Linked DNA regions of Mus musculus: region 1 is linked to region 2. The links are chromatin contacts, called in public HiChIP or PLAC-seq maps. All regions are on one chromosome and are shown on one strand. Each heading gives the region's core, a stretch centred on a gene start, on an enhancer-like site or on the middle of the called end of the contact. The rest is flanking DNA. Distances are from core to core; before and after follow the strand shown.

What was found. HiChIP or PLAC-seq counts read pairs in DNA pulled down with a chosen protein or histone mark.
Region 1: an H3K4me3 HiChIP or PLAC-seq map of bone marrow-derived macrophages shows a contact between it and region 2, with 5 times the contacts expected there. The contact joins two enhancer-like sites.

What each region holds. Positions count from the first base shown.
Region 1 is chr14:64,656,626-64,660,153 of GRCm38.p6, forward strand. All of the region lies in intron 1 of Kif13b (kinesin family member 13B), which reads left to right. Among named protein-coding and RNA genes, the nearest start is that of Kif13b, 5.8 kb to the left of the region's middle. Within about 2 kb of position 1,521, at least 69 of the 459 cell types and tissues checked have an H3K27ac peak or open chromatin away from gene starts, as enhancers often do. A contact at or near this core is called in bone marrow-derived macrophages, where this site is marked.
Region 2 is chr14:63,908,467-63,911,994 of GRCm38.p6, forward strand. All of the region lies in intron 6 of Pinx1 (PIN2/TERF1 interacting, telomerase inhibitor 1), which reads left to right. Among named protein-coding and RNA genes, the nearest start is that of Sox7, 33 kb to the right of the region's middle. Within about 2 kb of position 1,940, at least 26 of the 459 cell types and tissues checked have an H3K27ac peak or open chromatin away from gene starts, as enhancers often do. A contact at or near this core is called in bone marrow-derived macrophages, where this site is marked.

The DNA.
Region 1 (3,528 bases), core at 271-2,770, 750 kb after region 2:
TAGGCAACATTTAAAGATAAAACACAAAAAAAAAGTCAGAAACTTCCAGATATCCTGGTCCTGGTGGTAAAGTGGAGGGACTATGATGTAGGCATTGAAAGCTGTGCCAGCCAAGACAGACATGCTATGGGGAGAGCAGAACTTGAACCCCTGTGTGTAACTCTATTAGTGTGGCCATTGGTGACTAGAAACCATGTAGCCAGGGGACCAGGGCTAGCAGAAGCTGTGAAAGGAAATGGATTGCTCTTGTGGAAAGGATTTTGCCAAAGACCTTGTTTGTGTTGCCCTGAGTTGTCTGTGTCTTCAAGTGTGCTGTATGGTTTCTGTATGAGGAAATGACTGTCATGTGAGGAGAGATGATGAAAAAAAGATAAACAGGTAGAGCACACTGCTACTTATTAAGTGCCAGGTGAGTGACAGTGACACGTAGGAATTTAGAGGAGTGAAAGACCTCTGCATACCTGGTGATTAGGGAAGACTTCACTGCTCCTGGAGGGCAGATCTGGGTTACAAACATTCCCAGCAGGAGGCCTGTGATTTCCCTGGGTGGGAGGGGAAGGCCTTGGTTCTTTGAGGAGGAAGCCAAGCACAAAGGCACGAAGGAGTAAGGCCTGTTTAGGCAGCAGAGACTAGATTGGCCTGTCCTAAAGGCGGATTCTGCAGGGTTGACTGGAGGAAGGGGTGAGGAGGGCTGGGAGGAGCTCGGGACTCCTGGGGACAGCTAGGCCAGAAGTCATCTTAGGTGGCTGGTCCAGAGCTCTCTAGACTTCATTTGGCCACAGGCATGAAGGAGAAAGATTGCTGGGTTGCCTTGCATGCAAGCTCAGAAGACTCAATAGATGGCTGAGTCCTTGCCATAGTTGAGCAGGTCTAAAACCTACTTGATAGACATGAAACCAGGTGAACAAGAAGTCAGAGGAGGCTCGCCATACTCAAGTAGCCTTGATTCAGAAGATACGGGGCAACTTCAGAAATGGGAAACTTAGAAGGCCCTGTCTATCAAGGAGGAGATAGGAAGAGTTCTCTAGGAAGTGAGGGGCCAAGCCAGGTGGTTTTGACCTTGGTGTTGATCATAGGGAGGCTTTGGATCTTTCAGAAAGATGTCTGACAAATGTGGAACCACAGGTGGCTGAGGCTGGAAATTTCTGACAGTGTTTGCTGAAACAGAAAGTAGTTGTTTGCACACATCTGCATGATGTGCCAATATCCAGTGAGACACCCCCACCATTACAACACTATTCCTGCTGTCAGTCCAGGGACAGAAACTTGGGTCTGTACACAGAGGACTGGAGCCCTTTGCTGAAGGTATAGGCATCTTTGTTACAACCTGTGTTACCATTTCTGTCACCTCTGTAAAACCATGACTAATCCCTCACTTTTCCACTTCTTCAGTTCTGAATGCGGGAGAAGGCACTGATAAAGCTATTACTTAAGGAGATGAATTGAGGCGTTTATTGAGTGGAAAAGGATTTATTGATCTCTGCTTACTGATGGCAGGACATGTTCTCTGAACAAACTTGGCAGAGATGAACAGTGCCTTGTGGGGAAGCATATGAAGATCCATGACTGAATGGTTTTCACTCATGCAAGCTGTGGAAGCCTTAGAAAATGGTATTCATTAACCTATCCAGTTTAAGTATTGGGTGAAGAAAAACTATAGTAACTACTGTTTCTGTTTTTCTTCTGGAGTGCTGGGGCTTGTGGAAGTTGATTTTTTTTTTTTTTTTCCCCACCTAGTGTGTAGGTCCAGGGACTCAAACTCTGTCAGGATTGCAGTAAGCACTTTCTGTGGACTGGATTATCTTGCTGGTCCTCTGATAGGGATCTTCCAAAGACCTGCTCCAGTAGCTGTGCTGAGTTCCTGTTTGTTGCTGGGACTCTAACCCAGGGCCTTTCATGTTTCATGTGGCTTTATCATTAGCCCAGTCCCAGGACTTCCTATTTTCTATTGTGAGTTACAGAGTTTACTGTCTTTGGTATTTTTTGGTTTTGGTTTTTTTCCCTCCACAAGGCAAACATCTAAGTAGCGCAGGGTGTTTGCAAACTTGCCATTTTTCTGCTTCAGCGTCCCAAGTGCTGGCGTGTACGTGTACTGATAAGTTATTCTTCGTCAGTGCAGTGAGCCAGTTGAAGCCAGATTAGAGTATATATAAGTAAGTTTATTGGGAAACTGTTCTCTGGTAGGCAAATTCACTGGGCCCAAGGAAGGAGACCAGGGAAGTCACATGGGAAGGGAGACAATAGGGAAGGGAGGGGAGAGAGAGAGAGAGAGAGAGAGAGAGAGAGAGAGAGAGAGAGAGAGCAAGCCAGCCTCAGGCAGAGAGGGAGGAAGATAGGCAAGAGACCAAAATGTCTGGATAATATAGGGAAGAGCAGCTCAGCCCCTGGGCTGGAATGGAAAGTTCAAGGTAGAGGGGTTGAGTGTACCAGGTAGGGACTGAGGGATGCTAGGAGAACTTGCAGTGCAGGTCTGCTGTGATATGTAAAATATGCACCTCAGCCATTTGTTCTGGGGCCTGAAACTAAACGCGCACTATTACCTGGTGCACAGTTGTAGCTTTGGTTTTTGTTTGTTTCTTTAGATAGAATCTTAGTTTGTAGCCCTGGCTGTTCTGGTACTTGTTATGTAGACCAGGCTGGCCTTGAGCGAGCTCACAGAGATGAGACTGCTTTTGCCTATCATCTGATGGGATTAAATGTGTGCATTGCTATACCTGGCCCACAAATAGTTTTTAGAAAATGCACAGGCTTACTGTATTCTTCAAGCTGAACTTTGAAATGTTTTCGTAGAATTTCTATATTTCACAATCCCAGAGAAGGGGATTATTTTTTTAAGGTGGTTCCACGTGGGAGAGGTTTATTGTGCAGAGGCAGAGGGGTGGCGAATCGGGTAGAAGGGCAGAGAAGAGGAAAAAGGGGGGGGGGGAGAGAAGAAAGAGAGAGAGAGAAAGAGAGAGCGAGAAGGGGATTATTAGCCTTGTAGGATAATCAAACTAGTATTTTGGGTGCCTGCCATCAGAACTTGTGCTTTTCCTGGGCCTCTCAGGAACCAGGCAGATCTGAAGACAGATGGTAGTCAGAGGAACCTGGCAATTCTGAGAGGAATGGTCTTTCTTCCCTTTGCATAGGGTGTCACTGTACAACCTAGTGAGAGTCAGGCTGGCTTCAAACTTACAACAGTCCTACCTCAGCATCCGTAGTGATGAGTAAACACAGGCACGAGTCACCATGCTGGTAAGTCACTATCCTGACCAGAGGAACTTAGGTAACAGCAGGTGGCACAGGCCAGTTCGTGATCAGGCTGCAGATGCTTGTGCAGTAAGTAATGACAGTTGTAGAGCAGTAGGGCTTGGGTTTGAGCATGCACTGCAAACAGTCCTGGCTGTCTTCCTTGCCTCCAAGGCCCATGGTGCTGATGTAGAGGGGTTCCAGTGAATGCTACAAATGAAGTGAATTCAGATGGTGTTCACCTTGGAGCACTGAGCTTACTGAATCCACCTCAGGTCTGCTTTAGATGACGGGGTGCAT
Region 2 (3,528 bases), core at 690-3,189:
TAACAAGCAGATGTGATAGCTGTGTGTCTAAACAGAGAAAAGGGCAATTTTGTTTGAGCCAAACTATTTTAAGATAAAGGAAAAACTTTCTCTTAGCTCATTGCACACCCCTCCCTACCTTGATCCTCATCAGAAGCCATGGGAGCCCAGGCCTCCCAAGCTAACTCAGCTCGGTGCCTGTCATGTTGCTGTCTGCTCTGGAAAGTTGCAGGAAGGGCTGATAAAGGACTGAGGACAGAAATCTCAGCTCTTATCTCTCCCTCGCACACGGCTCAGTCCTTTTCCTGTCCTCAGACAGGGGACATAAACGGCCATCTCCTGGCAGCCAGAACTTCAAACAGGATTGGGCTGGCCTCAGTCTGGAGTAGCCTAGAAGGAGAAAGTGGGTTGTAGCCGCCGTCTGCAAAGTTGTTCAGCAGCACCACTGAGGAGTGAGCTGCCTTCCTGGTGGGCACATGTAGCTTTTGCACAGCAAAACGCTTTAGACAGGCACACAGAAGCAGCAAGCATGAGGAGGCCTGCCAGGTGCCCGTGCGCTAGGCCAAGGACTGCTTTGTTTGCTTAGCGTTTTGCCAGGACACATGTTGGGTCTGAAAGGATTAGATTTGAGTTTGGGTTTGTTGACAAGTCAAACTGCTGTTTTTCAGGGCCTTTGTGATAATGAGAAAGTGACACCCAGAAGGCCTGGTTGAGGGAGCAGAAGAGTAGAATAACAGCTCATGTGCCCTCTGTCTATGGAGATGGCCGTGACATTCTCTCGTAGGTTTTCAGCCTATGGCATCATAAAAATAGGGTGACACGGAGCCTTCCTTTGACTTAGAGCATGGGGAAAGCTAGCAGAGAGGACATGTTCCTGGCATGCCATCTGTAGGAGTAGGGATAACTAAGCCATCCCTGTCCTCTCTGCAGTCCAGCCTTGAGTTCCTCCTTGCTTACCTATCTATCCCAGTAGGTGTCTCAGAAAATGGGTTTTCAACTTCAGACTTGAGTGTTGAGGATCAAGGGTTGTTATGTGTTAATGTCTTTGGAAGAAGTGATTGCTTGAATAGTTTTAATGAACAACTGCCTAAAGTTGAGATTGTATACACTTCAATGTTGCATCTACTACATAATATTAACAATCTGGTTTTATTCTTGAACGCTTGTTAGTTACTTGTTGCTAAAGGATGTGATGTGAAATAGTCTAGGCTGTCAAGCTTAGCTGCTGTTTTCCACTTGTGCTCTGTGCTGCCCTAGGAGCTCTAGGAGCTCAAGAAGGGAAGGGAGCTACGGTCCGCTTAGTCAGAGTCACTGTAGTCAGAATTCTAATTCATTTTTCCCTGCCACATTTATTCCTAAGAATATATTTTAAATGATTGTCTAGACTGACTCCTACAGAGTTAAAAAGAGTCTGTGAAGGTAGTAACCTTAAATAGTATACAAGAAGTGAGAAGTCCCTTGGGTCTTTGCAATTTTATTCTCTTAAACGTGTTTATTTGAGTAGCACCCTGACCAATTATGTCTAATGAAGGTGTTGTACTCTACAAAGATCTTTGCTCTTAAGACCCTGCTCTCTAAAGTTTCACACCTTAACGAGTTCTGATACCTTATGCAGTGATTTTAAAATATTTACAACAGTCTAAAGTCTTTTTAAACTACTTTGCACTTTTAGGATTTGAGCTGTTAAGTTTCCTGTGTGACTTTTTTCAGTCTCCTGTAGAGGAGAAATGGAGGAACCAGAACTCCCTGGAAGATGGGAGCCCTACACAGCTGTTAGTGGAAGCCATGTGTCCTGCTTCTGGGGGAGAACCAGTTGACCTAGAATTATAAACAACAGTCAATGTGGATTATTTTTAGATTTCATTCAAAGAAGTTGGTGCCTATGTCACATTGATCACTTCTGCTTTGGAAGAGCCTCGTTTATCTTGTGGCCAGTATGAGATGAGATGCTGCCATGTGAGTCACTGCAGCTTCTAAGCCTGAGGACCTTTCAGGGAGGCCGGAAACTGCTCTATTCCTTCCTCTCTTTTCCCCAGAGGTGGCATGACTTGTCAGTGATTCTGATGTCATGACTTGAAAAGTTGTTGCCATGGAGAATGGTCCTTCTAAAACATGTTTATGTTGGCTTTTCCTAATGAGAGGTAGCTTAAGCAGCTGACAGGCGAGTGGAAAAGAAGTAAAGAGAGGAATGTGCAGCTTTGTTAACATTGGCATTCACGTGAGGAGCTTGGCCTGCAGAAAGTGAGTTGCTATTTGCTTCCATTCCTACACAGAGGGCCATTTGTCTGTGTATGAATTCCAAGGAAAAACCCAGTGCCTAACTCGAAGGAAACCTCTGCACGCTCCCAGGGTGACCCAGAGTTCTCATTCATGGCAGATCACCTGTGTTTTCCAGGAGTATTGTTCCCTGCTCTTTGAAAGCCCACAGTGGCCCAGTCCTGCTAGGTTAGCCTTCGTCATTAGCAAAAGACTGCTAAAGCCCTCCCTCAGTTCCAAGGGTTTCCAGCTGTCTCCCATTGCTCAAGGTGGGTGTGTTCCTGAGACCTTGGAAGTGCCTGCAGCCTTGGGTGGAAGGAGCCATTCCTACTGCCTGAAGTGCAACAGTACCAAGAATGTTTTCCTCTATAGCCACAAGTTTGGTAGAAGATTCATTTTGACTATAGACCTTAGCAACCCCAGTATACGGTTCATCTTCTTCCCCTAAGAACTTCTGCCTTTCACCTAAAAGATATACTTTACAGTTTTGGCATATTCAAGTTGCCAGCATTGCTGTTCTTATGCTTTAGACTTTAAAGTTCATTGAGAGAAATAAGGGGGCTCGAGAATGTAACTCGGTTGCTAGAGTGCTTGTCTAGAATGAGCAATGCCTGGATTCCATACTCCCCACCACATAAACCAGACATTGTAGTACATGCCTGTAATCCCAGCACTCAGAAGGTAGAAGCAGGAGGATCAGAAGTTCAAGGTGACTCTGTTTCACAGGGAGTGAGGCCAGCCTAGACCCCATGAGCTCTTACCCAAAAAGAAGAAGGGAAGAGAAAGGGAGGAAAAAGAGGAGGAGGATCCCTGAACACAGTACTATGCTATCACAACATCTCATTGCATAGGCAGCCATCAAAATGACAAAAGTGCAGATAGCTTATATAGTATAGATTCACTGGGCAAAAGATGATTCATGATCTAGGCAGATGGACAAGATTTCATTGCACTGATTCAGAATGGCAAGCAATTTACTAGAATTTTCCACTTAGTTTATATTCTGCCATCTTAGCAGAATACCTGAGGCAATTTATAAAGAACAAAGATTTATCTCTCAAAGGCTGAGAATTTTGATAGCAAGGTACCAGTATCTGATGAGGGCCTTCCTCCTATGGCTGCAAGCATCACACAGTAACAAACGTATGAGCTCATGTCTCTTAGTCTTCTTGGAAAGTCACTCATCTAAGCCTGTGGCCCTTCACTACCTCCAAAGGCCCTGCCTTCAAATATTCTTAACCTGTGAGTATTAAGGTTTAGTTTCCAACACGTGAACTTTCAGGGAACACATTC